Linked DNA regions of Mus musculus: region 1 is linked to region 2. The links are chromatin contacts, called in public HiChIP or PLAC-seq maps. All regions are on one chromosome and are shown on one strand. The core of a region is the stretch at or near the end of the contact, and the rest is flanking DNA. Distances in the headings are between cores, read along the strand shown.

Region 1 (6,129 bases), core at 1,572-4,071, 360 kb before region 2:
AACTCATCAGAGGATGTTGGCTGGGTCATCAGGTATCCAGAGAAGAAAAAGCCTCAACTCTTTGCTTTCAAAGTTCTACCTATGTAGGATAGATCCTACAGTGTTTAGAGATACTGCGGTCTACGATGTCCATGGAGCTAGGTGGCACTGGTGCATACCTTTCATCCTAGCACGTGTGTGTGTGTGTGTGTGTGTGTGTGTGTATCAGGTTTATCTCTGAGTTGGAGGCCAGCCTGGTCTATAGAGTGAGTTCTAGGACAGCCCGAGCTACACAGAAAAAAAAAAGCTGTCTTCAAAAAAGCCAAAAACCAACCAACCAGCCAGCCAACCAACCAACCAACCAACCAACCAACCAACCAACCAACCAGCCAGCCAGCCAGCCAGCCAACCAACCAACCAACCAACCAACCAACCAACCAACCAACCAAACAGCCAGCCAGCCAGCCAGCCAGCCAGCCAGCCAGCCAGCCAGCCAGCCAGCCAGCCAACCAACCAACCAACCAACCAACCAACCAACCAACCAACCAGCCAACCAACCAACCAACCAAACAACCAACCAACCAACCAAACAACCAACCAACCAACCAACCAAGTCTATGGAAAAGGACATGCACTTGAACAGGGTTTCAACTAATTATTTCAATGGTTGAACCTAGCTGACTCAACTGATCTTGAATGTAATTTTGCTTAACTGACTTGAGGTGTAGATGACAGAGAGAACTTGTCATCGAAGTCTGAGTTCATCATTTCTGGCTCGGAATCACCAGAGGCAGAGCGATTGCCCTCCCAGGATTGTCTTTCCTGAGGTTCATTCTATTGAAGTGTGTGCAAATGACTAGCCCTTTTTAATGGAAGAAGAACAGATGTGACCGGTGACATTTGCCTGAGGTTTTGCAAGAATGAGCAAGGTATCTCTTTGCCCATCACCAGGTTAAGTGAGGGACATTCTGTGACCTTTGAGGATGCTAGCATTACAAGAGGAGAGGTGATCGGGTCCCTGAATCACCAGTAGAGGGGAACCAGCCACCACCTAGCAGCACTGACCTTTGGGCTGTGAAGTAAAACTTGAGTGTGAAGTGCTTGAAGTGCTCAAACTTTGGGTTTTATTTACTGCAATAACTATAATTACCACAACTTAAGTGGGCATTTATCTTTCAGAATACGTAGCTTTTAAAATTACTCAAGAGGCAGATAAAGTCACTTAAGTTCAGTAATCAGGGCAGAATAATTCTTGCAGGGAATGTTTTTAAACTTATTTTCTCAAGATCACTCCTGCAGAAACAGTATACTTCTATGACTAAACATTTGTACAAGCTGTCGAAATGAAGCCTTTTCCTCCCTTCCTTTCCTCTCTCTCTCCTTTCCCTTCCTTTTCCCTTTCCTTTTCTGAAAACAGACCATTTGCTTACCTATGATATTTACTGATAGTTAATGGTCTGGGCTTGCTCAAGGCTTTGAGTAAATTCTGTTATTTCTGGACGTGGTCCAAGATAACAAGCAGCGAGCCTCAGGGATAGACCTGGAATTTCCCAAGCCTTTTACTTTCTATAAAAATGACTGAAGAAATCCTGTTATTCCCCCGCCACACCCAGACACCCCGCCTAGAGGATGGTTTAACCCCTTCAGCTCCACAGAGCTTCAGGTCTTCATTCTGACCCTGGGTGCTTAAGAATGAGGCAAACAAACTATCCCCCAGTGCTGCTGGTCAGGGCCTGGGACTGGGAGATGCTGAACTACTACTAAAGGCATGTGGTACGCGACAGAGTATGAAGGAAGCGCCAAGCGGCATCATTGCCGTTTGTAGTAGAAAATGTCACCAGCTGCCATAGGAGCTTTCAAAATGATGGAGATTGAAGCAGGAGGGAAGTAAGGCTGGAGTTTAAGGTTACTCTAGAACATTTAGTGTGGTCCTATCTACAAACCATGAGTAAGTCTTCTTTTTATCAGCCACTGAAGGGTAGGCCCCATACCCTTCTCCTGCAAAGCCTTTTCCACCTGGCATGCTATGAATTGCTCACCTCACATCAGGCTCTGCAGTGGCAGCGTGCAGAGGTAGGCGGCCATTTTTATCTGGGATGTTGTGCTTGGCACCGTTTCTGAGCAGACTCACACAGCCTTCAAGCCAGCCCTGAAATAGCAATGGCATTGTTATATATCACAGCCACACAGAACACAGGCCAACATGCTTTCTATAGGTCTTTTTCATTTCGTTTTGCTTTCGTTGTTTTTGCCTTTGTTTCTTTCTTTCTTCCTTCCTTCCTTCCTTCCTTCCTTCCTTCCTTCCTCTCTCTCTCTCTCTCTCTCTCTCCTTCCCTCCCTCCCTCCCTCCCTCCCTTCCTTCCTCCCTCCCCCCCCCCCTCTCTTTCTTTCTCTCTCTTTCTCCCACTTCTTTGGTTTGGCTAGCAGCATGTTTAAGTTGAAACTATTAAGGACTACAGTTCCAACTCTGGCAGCTGAGCAGAGAAAGTCTGGGCTTCACGTTCCCAGTTTTCAGTATGATTGTTGCCCTTCCCTATGCAGACAGACGCAGGCGCTATTCTCCTGACTCTCCTTTCATGTCCAGAGCCACTCATTGGGATTCAACTGCCTCACGTGTACTGCTCTGGTTCTCACGGGCCAAGGACAGCATGGGACAGGCTGTGGTCACCTGCCCTGGCCTCCCAGCGTGTGGCTTAATCTCCAACTCATACATATCAACTGTCTGAGTTGGATAAAAACACCTGCTTCAACAAACTAGACTTCAATGCCACCTCTGTGTGTCCCAGAAACATTCCTGTGTCAAACGTGTAGGCTTTCATTCTTTATTATTTTATATCCCTTTTCTAATGAGTCAGCCTCATTGTGTTTACACATGTAACCCACACACTCTGCCAGTAGCTGAGACTCTAAGGCTAACATCCTGAGTTTCTGACATGAAGGTATAACTAGTGTTCTCCAAGGGATGGAAACCCATTGCAAGGTTTTATGGGCCTACCTATTTCCTGGGAAGCAGGGTGAATTCCCTGAATTCTAATTGTACCAACTGAAACTTATATTATCACCTTGCTGGCTAGCATTTCTGACTGGGCCGTTTTTTCTTGCTATCTTATGTTAAAGGACAGGAGTAACCTGAGGCTAGCCCTGCCCAGATTTATACTGCTTGCTTAGTTTACACTTCTTTAACTGATCCAACACTGTTAATAACCAAGTTTTATTCTCATTCCTAAACTGAAGGTCTCCTACATTTATCTACAACCCTTGTGCTTCTTGCCTGCTTATAAGCAGACAACTAAATAGCTGAACTTCTCATTGAGAGGAGTGATGTGACAACCTCTTATCCAAAAGCAGCATCTCTTTTCCTCTATTTGTATATAGTCAAGCCTAGAGATGCCCCTGTAGGATGAGATGACTGAAGATTCTCTTCCTTAGTATGACAATTGGAAGCACCCAATCCCCAGGGGTTAATAATCTTATTCAGGTAAGAAAATGAGAGCAGGAAGAGAACCTTGTGGTTTTGAAGAGTCTAGACAATACCTGTCAGACAAGAGCACATCATAGTTTCTGGACCAAAGCAGGCATGGATGTGCAGACCTAGAATCCCAGATTTGGGGAGGTTAACAACAAAAAGGGTCAGGAGTTAAGGGTCAGCCTTTGCTACAGAGTGACTTGGAGGCTACATGAGACCCTGTCACAAAAATCAAAGCTAAATAAATATCATGGGCTATAATATCACGTAAAGTCAGTTCTGTAGAATTGACCATCGATAGCTGTCTTAAGTAGAAGCAAATATTTGGAGACATTGTCAGGATTGATTCACAGTTTACTAATGTATTACATCTGTTTCTAGTTGCTAATATCCAAATCATCAAGTTCTCTGCTTTAAAAAAAAATGAATCAGGGCAATCCAACAGCAAGACACTTTGGGCAAACTTCAGAATTGCCCAAGCACTAGACTCATACAGTTTTTGAAAAAGCAGATCTTTTGGTGGAGTAAGCCTTGAAATATCTAAAACATTTTGCAATGTTTCTTGGAACTCAATGTGTATATGTGGTTTTCTTCAGTCTTTTTTTTTTCCAGAAAGGAAATTTAAAAACCAATGAAGATATTTGAAACACTTGCTACCATGCTGACGCAACAAATGAGTGTCTAATCTACCTTCTACCTGCTAGCTGGCTCCACCTTTTCCTTCAAAGGTGATAAGCTTAGGTTATTGTTTTTAACTACACCTCAAAAATGTGGATTGAGGCCAAAAAAGATTTGCCCAAGGTCCCGCTTCTACAAATTTATTTGTACCCTGAGTTGAGACTCAGTTTCTAAGTGTCTCTTTTGTCAAGTTTCTCTTAATGGTCAAATCTAGACATTGCTGGATTTCATGGCAGCTCCCAGAATGCACCTCTTTCCAGTGAGCCTTGGGGACTCACACAGAGGACAGGCACAGGGAAGCAGGCAGCCCACCCTGTGTATTGTTACCATTTCCCTCCCCAGCATTTTAGAATGGCAAGGGCTGCCTGCAAAGAGGCTACCTTTCTACATTCCAAGTTGCCCCTCATAATTGATGTTTAGTGGGACACTTCTTTCCAGTCCTTTCAAAATTTGAATTTTAGAGTTTAGAGTCTTTTAAAGACATATAACTTGTTTCTACCGTATTATAGAGTCCAATGGCAGTCAACTTTAGAAGCCATCCCACCCTTTTCCTTTGACTGTTCATTCAAAATGTTGCCTGTTTTTCTCAGACACAAAAGGTTTGTATAAAGAGCAGTTGCACATGTTACAAGGGAGGTGACCAAGACCTACATCTGTCTGAATACAGAGACTCACTCAGCTAACACATACAGAGCAGTGGTCTTCAAACTCAAGTAGACACCAAATTTGCCAGGGAGGTTAGTTTAACCTGCAGCCTCCCATCCTCCTCTACTCCCAAGCTCTCTAAGGAGTTTCTAACTAAGGAAGTCTTAGCATACCTCAGAGCCCACCTTTCAAACAAGACCTCTAAGTGGTATTGATCCAAGAGGCCTCTGGACCACATTTCAAAAAAATCGTTTCTGGGTCCTAGAAACAGAGTTTGCAAAGAAAAAAAAATTAAAGTGGTCTCTGAAGAAAATCTCTGTGGGAATTGAGCAATGCATATTGCACACTCTGAATTGTGTGGCAGGAAGGGGTGTCGAGTTTGGGGAAGGGAAGTGTTTTATTTTAGTGGGGCTGGAGGGGTGAATCTGTAGTGGGGGCTGGTTGGGAGAAATCCCTGACTATCAACTGTCAGCTGCAGTGAACCCACGAGGCAACAGATGTGAGAGGGTAGCAGCCATGAAAAGAAAAAAAGCAATAAACTGTCCCGCATGGCCAGCAGGGCTTGTTTCACGTGGATTTAAGCCAGCCCGAGGAGCTTGCAGAAGGACCACCTAGTGCATCTGAGAGGAGAGGGCTAGAGGATTTTCAGTGAGTCCTAACCACGCTTTGCTTAAACGTTGGGCAATGCTGAACTGAAATCCCTAGTATGAAGGATGACATTACAGTTTCTAATGTGAGCACTAACTATGAACTGAGTGAGTTCTTCATTTGGCATTGCCCCTGTGATCCTGGTACAACCCCGGTGCCCTAGTCCCTGATGCCCTTGTCCCCAACGCCTACATCTCCGACGCCCACATCCCCTCACCCTTCCCAATTCTCATTACTTCTCACATTCTGCAGCCTGGAGCTTCCGCTCAGCTAATTTCCACCTAAGTACACCCCGCAGATGTTAACTGAATCTTGAAATTGTTACCACCCTCTGGGGGTTATTTATGGCCTTGTTAGAAATGCCAACAAGGGCCAGAAATGTCCCAAGTGAAAGTCTGGTGTTGAGATAGAAAATAACATTTTCTATCTCACATCACCTCTATGTTAACTCATGAGTTACAGAGTGAGTTCCAGGGCAGCCAGGGAAATAAATAAATGAAGGTACTTACGGCCCATACAAGCCTTAAGGATAATAAGCAAAGCCTAAAGTCCTATTCTTGTTGACCTACTGTATCATAGGCACCATTCTGTGTGTGCAATCCACATGACATCTCTGTTCTCTTGTTCTGTAGCCCCATTAACAAATAGAGATCCATACCAGGTAGGTTGCCAGGCATAAACTGGTGCGACCATACGCATCCTGTGTGTTAATG
Region 2 (6,143 bases), core at 118-2,617:
AAGGTTTACAACGGAAATGTGGCCAAGCACAAACATTCTCTGGGCTCATTACTGCCCCTGAAGAAATAAATGGCTTGACATGGGTCACTTCTTAGAGCTGCTTTTAAAAAGGATTGGGAAGGTCAGAGTACTGAAGGCGGGTGTGGGTGTTTAGAGAAAGGCTCTGAAGAAAAACTGCCTCCTCACCACCACCCCCAGTAAGGTGAAATGCAGCTGTTTCTAGATGGCACGCCATGTTGTTTGTTTGTTTTTCATTTCCTTAGACCTCAAAGCCAGGTGCTATGGGTTCTCAAATGGGCAAGGATGTCTTTTGGTAACACCTACTCAGACAAAGATGAACAGAAAGTAGGTCTTTATAGACAGACGCAAAGAAAAAGCCTCCAACCCCTGCTCTGTGCTACCAATTACTGTGTCATCTAGTGAAGCTAGTATTTATATTAATATAGACCACTTGACCAAAGTATTCAGATTGAAAAAGGAACTGTAGTGGATTTACCGAAAGCAACACAATCAGCTTCCTGAATACTCAGCAGAACTGAATTATCAGCCAACAGAGAAAAAAAAAAAACAAAAAAAAAAACCAAAAAAAACAAAAACATTGAGAGATGCAACCAACATACTTGCTAAAGGAATTTTCAGAGTGGTATGACTGTCTCCTCAAATGGAGAAGCTGGGGAGAGTATAGATATATAGACCTTTTAAAATGTTCTCTTTCATGGTTAATAAAAACAAACATATATATATATATATATATATATATATATATGTATGTATATGTATATGAAGATTGTACTCCCCTTAACACACACTGCCTGGGTTAATGTGTAATTGACAAGATTAATGACTGTCTAATAATTGCCTCTATTGTTTACTGTCTGGATGGCAGCCAGACATCTTCCTGCTCTGCCCACCAGTGGGTTTGATTTGTAAGAATTGTGCTAAGAGGCTAAAAGGGTCTGTGTGCCACGTGTGTGCTTACTAAAGACGTTCAAAAGGGAGCTCCAGGGAGGCCTGGTGACTTTGGCTCTGCTGGGGCAAGCCTCCTTCATGTTATAGAAAGCCTCGCTTCTAAACTGCTGAGGAAGCTGTGCCAAAACCCAACCAAGTTCAACCTGGCTGGATCATGCCAGTGAGGAGAAGAGGAAAGAGATAACCCTAGGACTTCTGGGATGGGTGGTCGGCTACCCTGTCCACACTGAGTATTTTATTCCTTTGCTCTTCACTCACTGGGCTGCACTGCAGAGCACCCAGGTATAACCAACAAGCTCTCCAGGATATGAATCCTCCCTCCCTGTGCTGCCTGGCCCTGTCCTCGTCCTAAACTGTTACCTCTTGCCTTGTGAGACATGAGACCAGCAAACAGACCAGACATTGAGTCATAAAGCACACATAGAACGTACATGGATGGTTACCGTGAGCCTGGCTGCTCCCTGGCTCTCCATATCGCATCCGGAGAGTGACAGTGATTGATATGGCTTTCTGGACAAAAACAAAAGCCCTGTGATTCTTTTTCATGTGGCTTTGCTCTGGCCTGAGTCACAAGGCTTCCCTTGGACTACCTTGACCTTTGTGTCTTTCCTTCTTTCCTAACAAGTCAAGTTCAGATTTCTGACAACCAAGGAGACGCTCTCAGGACACATTGTGACCCATCTTTCTTGTCTTCTCTTCCTAAACTGCTTTGCTGTATGCCTCCATGTTTGCTTTTTTTCTATGCGCCGTCTCTCAGCAGAGGTGAGCATCCCCAATTAGAAACCCGAAATCCAAAATGCTTCAAATCGGACGCCTTTAGAGTACTAACAATGAGCTGCACATGGGTAATTCTACATTTGACTTCAGGTGACTGGTTGCACTCAAAGCTCAGACACACTAAAAATACTATGTAAAATTACCTTCTACTACTGTATTACACATTCACACACACACACACACACACACACACACACACACTGAATTTTTTTTTTTTTTTTTTTTTTTTTTTTGCTTAGGTTTGGACCCCTTTGACCAAGATATCATTATGCATACGTAAACACTCTAGAAATTTCTGGAGGCATATCCAAAATCTGAGGCCCTTTTGGTGCCAGGCTCTTCAGATGAGGAATGTGGCATTTGCACCACCTCCTGCCCCTCTGCCGCAGACCCTTTCAGCATCTCCCCCTTACACAGTCTCATACCTGTCATACTTTTCCTTCCCAGTAGTCATTGTTCCTGTTAGGGAACTGTTTATATAGCCGTGAGCTTGGTGGCTTTCTCCCTTGCTAGGCAGTAAACTCACTAGAGGCAGGGATCACATATGTGGTGTTCCACAGCACGGCTTAGATTAATAGTCAGTTATTCATGATATTAAGGTGGAATCAAACTCCACCCTCAACCTCTCCAACTAAGTACGCTCTTACTAGCAGTCATTTGCAGTAACAGGTGGACTTTGTGCTTCGTGATCCCCCACCCACCACTTCATCATCATTTATTTATCACTAAATCATCTCTCCTGCTACATCAAGACTTCTTTTTTTTAAGATTTTTTTTTAATGTATGTGAGTGCACTATCACTGTCTTCAGACACACCAGAAGAGGGCATCAGATCCCATTACAGATGGTTGTGAGCCACCATGTGGTTGCTGGGATTTGAACTCAGGACCTCTGGAAGAGCAGTCAGTGCTCTTAAGCACTGAGCCATCTCTCACATCAAGTCTTCTTAACAGAAGCCTCCTTCCTTGGTCCTTCATGTGGTTCACAAGTCCAAGCACACATTTTTAAAGGACTGGGTCTAAAACTACTGCTGGCTTTATTGGTGACTCTTACCTGATTTATTTGACATTTCCACTTCCATATCCTATACATGTAAGAAAAAAAATAATTATTTTTTTTAAGCAGCCCACAAGTCTTTAGGTGAGCAGACATGTTACAGTGGTAGAGCACTTGCCTAGCACTGGCAAGGCTCTGGGCTGGAGACCCAAGAGCTACCCCTCCCTGTACCCGAAGTGAGGATAATTTAAAAAATAAATAAATAGACAGATGAATAAATAAATAAAACTTTTCATTATTTCAAAGTTTCAGCCATTCTTCATACACTTCTTCAAGGGGTGTTGCACTCCAGGGGGTTTCTAGCTTAGCAGGTAGAGACTCAGTGCTTCTGTCCAGACATAGCAACAGAGGTGAGAGACTGAAGTCGCCTGGAAATAGATTTGGTAGGAACAAGCAATACAGAGTTGGGAAAAAAAAAATGGAGAGTTTGAAGAAACTTGAAAGCTTGGTGGGCTTTTGTTTATCTTGCGCTGACTCTGTCCTGTGTATATTCTGTGGCCTGAAAGTCACTGTGCCCTTCGGATGTGTTTTCTTACAGGGGGAAATGGTGCCGTCAATGCCAGTCATTCATACTATGTGTAGGAAAGGGTCGTGCATGTGAAGTCTTTTCTAGAGAGTGGCTAAGAGTAAAGAAATGGAGAAGTTCCAAGACAATGAGCAGAAGTAGAGGGCTATCTTTAGAGCAAAGGGAAAGCTCAGCCCAGAGCCTGTTTGGGATAATTGGGGATTGGAAAGTTAGAGGCGTTGATGATCAGAGCTTGGGTTTCAGTGGAAGGGGCAGAAAGGACAGCAAAATTCAGGATGAATGAAGTATCCGGAGTGCTGAGGTCAGGTCCAGAGGAGCTGCTGTTTTAGGTGCTGATGAAAGGGAGAAGCCCTGGGGCAAGGGTGGGGGTACAGGGGATGGGTGGGGTACTAGGGATGTGACAGGAGCACACAGAGTGCTGAGTTGTTCTGTCTAGTGCAGTGTGGTGACAGCACCTAGGAGACAGAGAAGCAAGGTGCCAGAGAAGTGATACTCAACAGACAGGAGAAGGCTCGGGGTTCCAAGGCTCCCATAGAAAATGAGCCTGGAACAGGAGCCTCAAAGAAGCAGGGTGAAGTCTCTCTAAGACTCCTTTGTACAGCAGGGGCTGGACATGGAATCCCGGGACAACCATCTAAAGGCAAATGAGCCGCAGAAACCAAAGCTGAAGAAAGTTCCCAAGGCAGGGAGTCTGGTTAGACAACAAGGCCATTTCTTCTTCCTGGAGAAGCAGCCAACAACTGTGTAGTGAGGTGTGGCCATGAAATAAGAGTTCCAGGCAAGGTAATTCGAACAGGAGGACAGAGGTCACTTCCAGAGTAGGGGCTCCATGGTGCACTCAGCTGTCTTCCTCCATGTTGTGTCCTTATGACAAAGCACTCTGATGCCCTGGGGCAGCATGGGAAGTCAGAAATCAAAGACGCTGGAGCAGCAAAACAAATGAAGCTCAGGCTCAGGGTCACCTCCCGGAGAATAGAGGCCTGTCCATCCAGACATCCACTATAGACTTTATACCAGCCACAAACAAACAGCACAAAACAAACTCCCACAATTGGATTAGTGGTCAAGCCATGTCCAATCAGGGTATTTATTACAGCAGTCATTATCATCTTAATTAGCATAGTACTATGAACTGGGCGATGAGTTAAGAACACAGGGAGATTTAGACAGGCAGAGAGGGAGGAAAAGCAAGCGGAAGGAGTGTCACAAATGGGGTGGATTTTCAAGCTGTCCCAAGAATAAAACTAACATACCTCAGGACATGGACAGTCCATTGGCACTCCTGTTTAGTGGCTGCCATCTATTCTGTGACCTTGACCATGACATTTAATCTTGCCGTGCTTATCTATTTATAGCCAACCAAGGATAAAAACGATGATCAAAAATTCTCAGTCTTTCTTCATGGTTGAAAAAAAAATTATGTAGTATCTTCAGAGCACACTCCCCTCCCCGCCTCCCTACCTCTCTATAAAACAAAACATTAAAACAAAGATTTAAGCCGGGCAGTGGTAGTGCATGCCTTTAATCCCAGCACTCAGGAGGCAGAGGCAGGTGGATCTCTGAGTTCGAGGCCACCCTGGTCTACAGAGTGAGTTCCAGGACTGGCAGGGCTACACAAAGAAACCCTGTCTTGAATTAAATAAATAAATAAATAAATAAATAAATAGATAAATGATTTAAAAACACAAGAAACACATGCAAACACCACAGCATCTACACAGAGAAACCCTGTCTTGAATTAAATAAATAAATAAATAAATAAATAAATAAATGGTTTAAAAACACAAGAAACACATGCAAACACCACAGCATCTACACAGAGAAACCCTGTCTTGAATGAATTAAATAAATAAATAAATAAATAAATAAATAAATGATTTAAAAACACAAGAAACACATGCAAACACCACAGCATCAGAAAGTGTTATGTACAAGCAAAAGACCGACAAAATAAAAACCACCCATAAAAGCAATACGACATAGAGTCTACAACAAATACACTGAGCTGGTCTGGGCTGGCCATCAATTGCTGGGCCTGGGGCCTACCCTTACGTGTGGCTAATATGTCCAGTAAGACTCAGTTGGAGACTTTTCCTTGGCTAGTAGGTGTCAGTTTTAGGCAGCTTCCTGGTTGGGGGTGGGGGCCTTATGTCCCCCTCCCCCTCTCAGTGCTAGGACCCTACTAACTCAGATCCCTGCAGGCCCTGTGCCTGCTGCCACAGTCTCTGTGAATTCATATGTGCTGCGGTCCTGTTGTGTCCTCCATTGCCTCTGGAGGCTTTCTGCCTCCTCTTCAGCACAGCTCCTTGAGCCCTGCAGGGAGGGGGTTAGTAAAGTTTAGGAATGAGTGCACCAAAATCTCTGACTCTGCACACACTGTCCTGTTGTGGATCTCTGTGTGGCTTCCCATTACTGCAAAAGGAAGCATCTCTGATGATGACTGAGCAAGGCACTGATCTAAACAATCACATTTTTATACAAGGGTTTTGACTCCTCTAATCTCATACCCATGTGCTAACTCTCCTCTCTCTCTCTCTCTCTCTCTCTCTCTCTCTCTCTCTCTCTCTCTCTCTCTCGTCTCATGGGAATTGCATTCCTTTCTAAGCCACTGCCTGGGTCCTTGAAAAGTCAACAATTAACAAAGATTACATTAACCTGGAGGCACATTATAACAACTACCTTCAGGGCAATTTGGGATCGCCTAAGAGCATTAATGCATTCAGAGGATACATGGCTTCCCAAGCTCCGGGAAAACGTATCTGGCTTTCTCCACTTCTCCTCCCTAGCAGGTATGCTCCAGACAGAGACGATGCCT

What was found. HiChIP or PLAC-seq counts read pairs in DNA pulled down with a chosen protein or histone mark.
Region 1: a contact with region 2 is called in a FOXA1 HiChIP or PLAC-seq map of pancreatic cancer cells. The contact joins two enhancer-like sites. A contact is called at or near these places in 1 of 115 datasets of contacts at active chromatin or transcription factors (pancreatic cancer cells) and 1 of 9 other capture datasets (embryonic trunk).

The regions. Positions count from the first base shown.
Region 1 is chr13:112,323,128-112,329,256 of GRCm38.p6, reverse strand. Ankrd55 (ankyrin repeat domain 55) reads right to left here. Exons shown (of 11, transcript NM_029898.3): 3 at 6,075-6,129; 4 at 2,019-2,128. Among named protein-coding and RNA genes, the nearest start is that of Gm41065, 30 kb to the left of the region's middle. Within about 2 kb of position 2,821, at least 48 of the 459 cell types and tissues checked have an H3K27ac peak or open chromatin away from gene starts, as enhancers often do. A contact at or near this core is called in pancreatic cancer cells, where this site is marked.
Region 2 is chr13:111,961,620-111,967,762 of GRCm38.p6, reverse strand. No RefSeq gene overlaps it. Among named protein-coding and RNA genes, the nearest start is that of Gm15322, 30 kb to the left of the region's middle. Within about 2 kb of position 1,367, at least 23 of the 459 cell types and tissues checked have an H3K27ac peak or open chromatin away from gene starts, as enhancers often do. A contact at or near this core is called in pancreatic cancer cells, where this site is marked.